2 separate regions of the Anas platyrhynchos genome follow, and region 2 is linked to region 1. The links are chromatin contacts, called in public Hi-C maps. All regions are on one chromosome and are shown on one strand. The core of a region is the stretch at or near the end of the contact, and the rest is flanking DNA. Distances in the headings are between cores, read along the strand shown.

The links. A called contact is a pair of places that touch in the nucleus more often than the background predicts.
Region 2: a Hi-C map of liver shows a contact between it and region 1, with 3 times the contacts expected there. The contact joins the promoter of SCN4A here to the promoter of FAM171A2 in region 1. A contact is called at or near these places in 3 of 8 Hi-C or Micro-C datasets (liver, skeletal muscle and subcutaneous adipose tissue).

Annotation. Positions count from the first base shown.
Region 1 is chr28:6,331,998-6,334,697 of IASCAAS_PekinDuck_T2T, reverse strand. FAM171A2 (family with sequence similarity 171 member A2) reads right to left here and starts at 1,270. Exons shown (of 9, transcript XM_038168634.2): 1 at 1,102-1,270. The coding sequence starts at 1,186. It overlaps ITGA2B (integrin subunit alpha 2b), which reads right to left. Exons shown (of 30, transcript XM_038168890.2): 28 at 2,442-2,549; 29 at 2,237-2,359; 30 at 1,756-2,012. The coding sequence ends at 1,917.
Region 2 is chr28:6,466,834-6,469,533 of IASCAAS_PekinDuck_T2T, reverse strand. It overlaps SCN4A (sodium voltage-gated channel alpha subunit 4), which reads left to right and starts at 1,416. Exons shown (of 26, transcript XM_072028987.1): 1 at 1,416-1,569. The coding sequence starts at 1,539. LOC101791362 (vasoactive intestinal polypeptide receptor 1) reads left to right here. Exons shown (of 12, transcript XM_072029007.1): 12 at 37-1,242. The coding sequence ends at 129.

The DNA of each region.
Region 1 (2,700 bases), core at 21-2,520:
CGGGCGCTTTCGGGACCCCACGGCCCCCCCCCGGCAGCATCCTGCCCCCCGAAAGCCCCCATGGCAGGGGGCAGCCGCCCCCCACCCAGATGTTGCCCAGATGTGGGCGAGGGGAGGAATTCGCAGCAGCTGCTCCGGCGATGCGCCTGGGGGGGGGGAATAAGCATGGGGGTCCTGGGTGGGGGGGGGCACAAATAGCAGGGACAGCCGGCACCCGTGGGGCAGCAGGAATGTCCCCGTGGCCACGTGCCGGCCACCCGCAGCTGCCGGGGGACAGCTGGCACCGACGGTGTCCTCGGGAACGGGGGGCCCGCCTGAACCCCCCCTCACGGCAGCATTGCCCACCCATGAAGGGGCCCCACTGGGTGGCACGGCCACACTGGTGCCCCCCTCCTTCCCCCCCCCCCAGTCCTCCCAGTATGGCCCCGCAGCCCCCAGTGCTCTCCCCACACTGGTGCCAGGCCCCATGCCCCGGGGTGGCACAGGGTGGCACTGTCTGGGTGGGGGTCAGGGACACCACATCTCGCCCCCCCCCAACCCTTGCCGAGCGTCTCAGCCCCACGGGCACCCCTCACCCCGTGGGTGCGTTTGGGGTGCGGGGAGGGGTCACGGGGAGCCGCAGGGACCCCAGGGTGGCACCCAGCGCCCCCAGCCCCACCCTGCCTCCCGGAGGTGCCCGCTATGGGGCTCACCCCACCCCTTACCAAAAGGACCCCCCCACCCTGCCCCTGGGACCCCCCCCCACCATCACACACCCCAGCCCTGCCCAGAGCCCCCCCCACCCCCCCCACCCCCACGGCTACCACCAGCCCCCTCACCCCAACACTGCGACCCCCCCCTCATCCCCCCCATGCACCGAGGGGGTGCCCCCCCCCAAAAAAAAAAACAACACCCCGCGACACCCCCGCAGGTGGGATGGGCGGACAGATGGAGGGGAGGGGGGGGAGAACAGACGGACGGCGGGGGACGGACAGACGGACGAGGAGGGGGATGCCGGGGTTGGGGGCAGGATGCCGGGGGGCGTGGGGGCAGGATAACGGGGGGGGGTGGAGTGGGGGGGGGCGGCCCCGGCCCCGCCGCGCACACAAAGGCCGCACTCACCGAGCGCCCCCGGCTCCGCCGCGCCCCGCGCCCCGCGGCCGAGCAGCAGCAGCAGCAGCAGCGGCAGGAGGCGGGGGGGCCGCATGGTGCCTCCGCGCCCTCACCCCGCCATGCCCGGCCCGGCACGGCCCGGCCCGGCCCGCCCCGCCCCGCCCGGCTCGGCTCGGCCCGGCTCAGCCGCGGGGGCCGGGCTCCACCTGCCGGCCCCGCCGGGCAGCGCCGCCCGCACCGGGAGGAGCCGGGGGGGGGAGCCGGGCCCCGGCGGGGGGCGGTGGGGAGGGGCCGGGCGGGCAGGGGCGGGCGGAGACCCCCGGCGAGGCCCCGAGCCCTGGGGCCGCACCCCGGGACCGCCACCGACCCCCCCCCCCGGGCCCGGCCCCCTCGTCCTGGCACCGACCCCCCCAGGACCGGCAGCGAGCCCCGGTCCCGGCACTGCCCCCCCCCGGTCCCGGCACCGACCCCCAGTCCCGGTCCCCGAGTCCCAGCCCCGACCCCCGGGACCGGCACCGCCCCCCAGTCCCAGCACCCCCACCCAACCCCGGCCCCCCCCTGCGCCACCCTTGGGCCCCCGCTGCACGCCCCCTGTCCCCGTGCGCACCCCCCCGTGTCCCGCGCCCCCCCCCCCAGGCCGCTGTGGCACCCCCACATCACCCCGCGGGTGCCAGGATTTATTGTCCGGGGGCAGCGGGGGGGTGACAAGCACCGTGGGCACCCCTGGGTGCTGGGGACATCAGGGCGGGGGGGGGGATGCTGGGCATTGGGGCAGGGCTGTGGGGTGGGGGGTGCAGAGGGTGCCGGGGACCCCGGGGGCCCCCCTAGCTCTGGGTGCCCCCCATCTCCTGGGCCCGTCCCGGTGCCAGCTCCTGCGTGTCCTCCTCCACGGGTGGCCGGGTCCTCTTGAAGAAGCCAATCTGGAAGAGGGGACATGGTGACACCCCCCCCTCGGGGACCCCCTCCCAGCATCGCCCCCACCCCGTGCCCGCAGCCCCCTCCCCAGGGGTCCCAATTTCTCCAGTCCCTTCTGTTGCCATCAGGGTCCCACCGCGATCTCAGGGTGTCACCGGGCCACGGCCCTCCCCAGGCGTCCCCAGGGGTGCCCGGCAGCGCCGTGTCATGTGTCCCCCCCCCCCCTCACCTTCCACATGAGGAGGATGAGGAGCGTGAGGAGCAGGATCCCCGCGAGGATGCCCAGCACCACCCACCACACCGGCACGTCCCGCTTGCCGTCGGGGCTGGCGCGCATCACCTCGGTGGCAGCCTGCAGAGGGACGGGGGGGGGCCACCACTGGGGCCACCGCTGGCACCGGCCGTCACCCCCCCCCTGACCCTGAGAGCTGTACCTCGGCCTCACCGCTGGGCAGGACGCGGGGCTGGACACGGTAGGGCATGGCCGAGGTGTTGAAGAAGCCCCGTGACTGGACAAGGAACTGCTTCAGGAGGTGCTCCCGCTGGGGACAGACACGGGGACACACGGAGACACATGGGGACACAGGACGAGTGGTGTCAGTAGCCAAAGGGGCACCTGCGTCCCACCGCCTGGTGTCCCCGTGGGTGCTTTCCACAGGTCCCTGGGATGTATGGGGACGTGGCACAGCTCCA
Region 2 (2,700 bases), core at 167-2,666, 130 kb before region 1:
CCCTGGAGCCAGCACCAGTCCATGCTGTCGCTTCAGGTCCAGGCTGAGATCAAGAGGAACTGGGGCAAGTGGCAGTCGTCCATGGAGAGCAACGTCTTCAACCTGGCCACCCAAGACTTCACAGCATGACAAGGATGGCGTCTGGGGGGAAATTTCTCCCTGTGGATGGTGGTGGTGGTGCAGCTCCATGAGTACAGCCCCAAGAACCACAGTAAAAGGGGATTTGTAGGTTCTGGGTCTTGCACCTTCAGAGGCTGATGTGAGCAGCCCATGGGGAAAGGCTCTGCCCACTTGGGTGCTGGTGTCTGTGGAGGCTTCTTACTGATACGTGCTGGGGTCTCACCTACCCAGAGCTCCACGTGCAATTCACTCAGCAAGGCAAAGCATGCTTCTCCTCCTTTTCTGCCCTGGGGCTGGCTAGGAAACACACATATTTTAAAAACAACATCTGGCATTTTTCATTTGTCACCAGAATGGAAACTGAAGTGGCCCCAGTGCTGAAGGGATTTACCAATGTTTTTTCCCTCCCTCTTTTATTTACAAAATCATTTCCCTTAGGGGAAAATGCCTAAACATAGCCCCTGGCAGCCATGCTGGGGGTGGGAGAAGCAAATACAAAGACAAACCAAACCCAACAGCTCTACAATCCCCCAGTGCTCCCATTACTCACATCCTCCCCGTATTTCTGAGATGTTTCCCCTATTCCCATGCCTGCCACTTCGGCCACTCAGTGCCCAGCACCAGAGGGATGGGATGGTTTGCCAGGAACTGGTGGGAATTTGCCGATAAAATCTTACTCTGTAATCCAGCACTGCTTTTCAGAGGCTTGTTTGCTGCACAAACCCAGACCACAAACTCAGTGCCAAGCTTGCTAGCTGATGGAAACCCTGCCGTCAATGGTAACACCTGGAAATACCTCTGGAGAACGAACATCTGTTTTTTGTATGTCTGGTAAAGCGTCCAGGCTCTGGGCGAGGGACAAGGGATAGAGAGGACACAGCAGGACCACAGGAGGGATGCGGCTGGGCTGGGCTGGGGGTGCCAGTGTGCCATGGCCTGCAGGCATCAGCTCTGCCCGGCGTCCCCTCCAGGCAGAGTTGCCCCCATGCCACAGCCTGTCCCATTTGCCCCACAAGCAGCCCTCACTTGCCCCACGCTAAGCTCCTGCCTTGGCAAACAGCATCTCCAGTAGCAAGAAAGGCCTCGGATGCCCTTTCCCAAACCTCCCCCAGCCGCGCTGCTTTCCTGAGACCCGAGCCATCCGATCTCGTCAGAGCCTCTCAAGCTTCCCGGGTTGTAATTTCTCCACATAGCCACATGTCCTTCCTTAAATAAAACCCACGTACTGGCCCCTTTCCAGACTGCCGGATCTCCAGAGATCCTGCCTGCTCTCACGAAGAGGCATTGAGAAGGAAGCAGAGCCCCAGACCTGATTTGAGGTGAGATGGAGGATGCTCCGTTAACCAGCCCCACGGGCCAGCAGCATCCTGCCTCGCCAGCCAGGAAACCTCCTGAGGGGTACAGCAGCTGCCAAATAAATGCCTGCCTGCAGCCGCCAAGAGACCGCAGGTGAATAAACATCCCTCTCCATCATTAGCAAGGAAGATGAGGGCAGGGAGAGGAGGGAGACAGATTGCACCAGGGCTGGGGATGCTCGGAGGGAATGTCACCATTGCCATAAAGCTTTGAAAAGCACTGGCTTTTGCATGCGTTTGCAGCTGCGGATGGGCCCTTTTTGGTGCTAAACCTGCACCCCAACTCTGGGGGAAAGCCACTCTGGGGCTTGCTGGGCATCGAATCTATGGCATCCCAGAGCACAGTGGTGCCCACAGAGGCAGGGCTCGAGGGGGGGGGGGGGGGGGAGGGGGGGGGCTGATGTGACCCTGCCGCAGAGACTTTGTGACAGGTTTGCAAAAAGTTTGCACAGGTTTTGTGTCTCTACCTGCATCGTGCCCTATTACTTCGGATTTGGGGCGGCTGTCCTCCGGCTCAGTGGGGCCACGCAGTGGGGTGTCGCAGGAAGCGGCCACCCATCGCCCACCCGTAGCCCACCGTGCCCTGGGGGTGCGGCCGGGGGGGTGCTGGGTGTGGGGGGGTGTTTTGTCTGGAGCCGGTGGGTGGCACTACGGCCCCGTTCCGCGGGCACTGACACCGGATCCCCGGGACAGCCCCGAAGGCAGCAGCGGCCCCGCAGCCGCCCTCTGGCAAGCTCGGCTGGGGACCCCGGGCTCCAGCACCAAGGGACCCTACAGGCAGGAAGGTAAGGGGCCTCGCCGCTTCGGGGGAGCAGGCAGCCAAGCCCACACATGTCCCAAGGCTTCAGCAAGATTTGGGACCCTTCTGCCCGCCCCTCTTCGCAGCGACGGGGCTCGGGGAGCTGTGCCTTTGCCTGTAGCTTCTTCCCCTGCTCGCATCCCTGGATCTGCCATGGGATGCCAGGCTGCACTGCTTGGGCACGCCAGGGTGCCCCGCAAGGTGCCCATGCTGAGGGTGCCCCCAGTGCTTCACCCGCTTCTTCATCCCCACTCTGGGATGTGCCCAGTTCTGTGGTGTGGGGACTTCGCCCTGCTGCTGCAAGTGCCCCTTCCCCATGGGTTGGATCCTGCCAAAGCTCAGCCCCGCAGAGTCCTCACAGAGGCACCAAGGATCTGGTGGTACAGGAGGGTCAGGATGCACCCAGCACCGGCTGCTTGGGGGGAG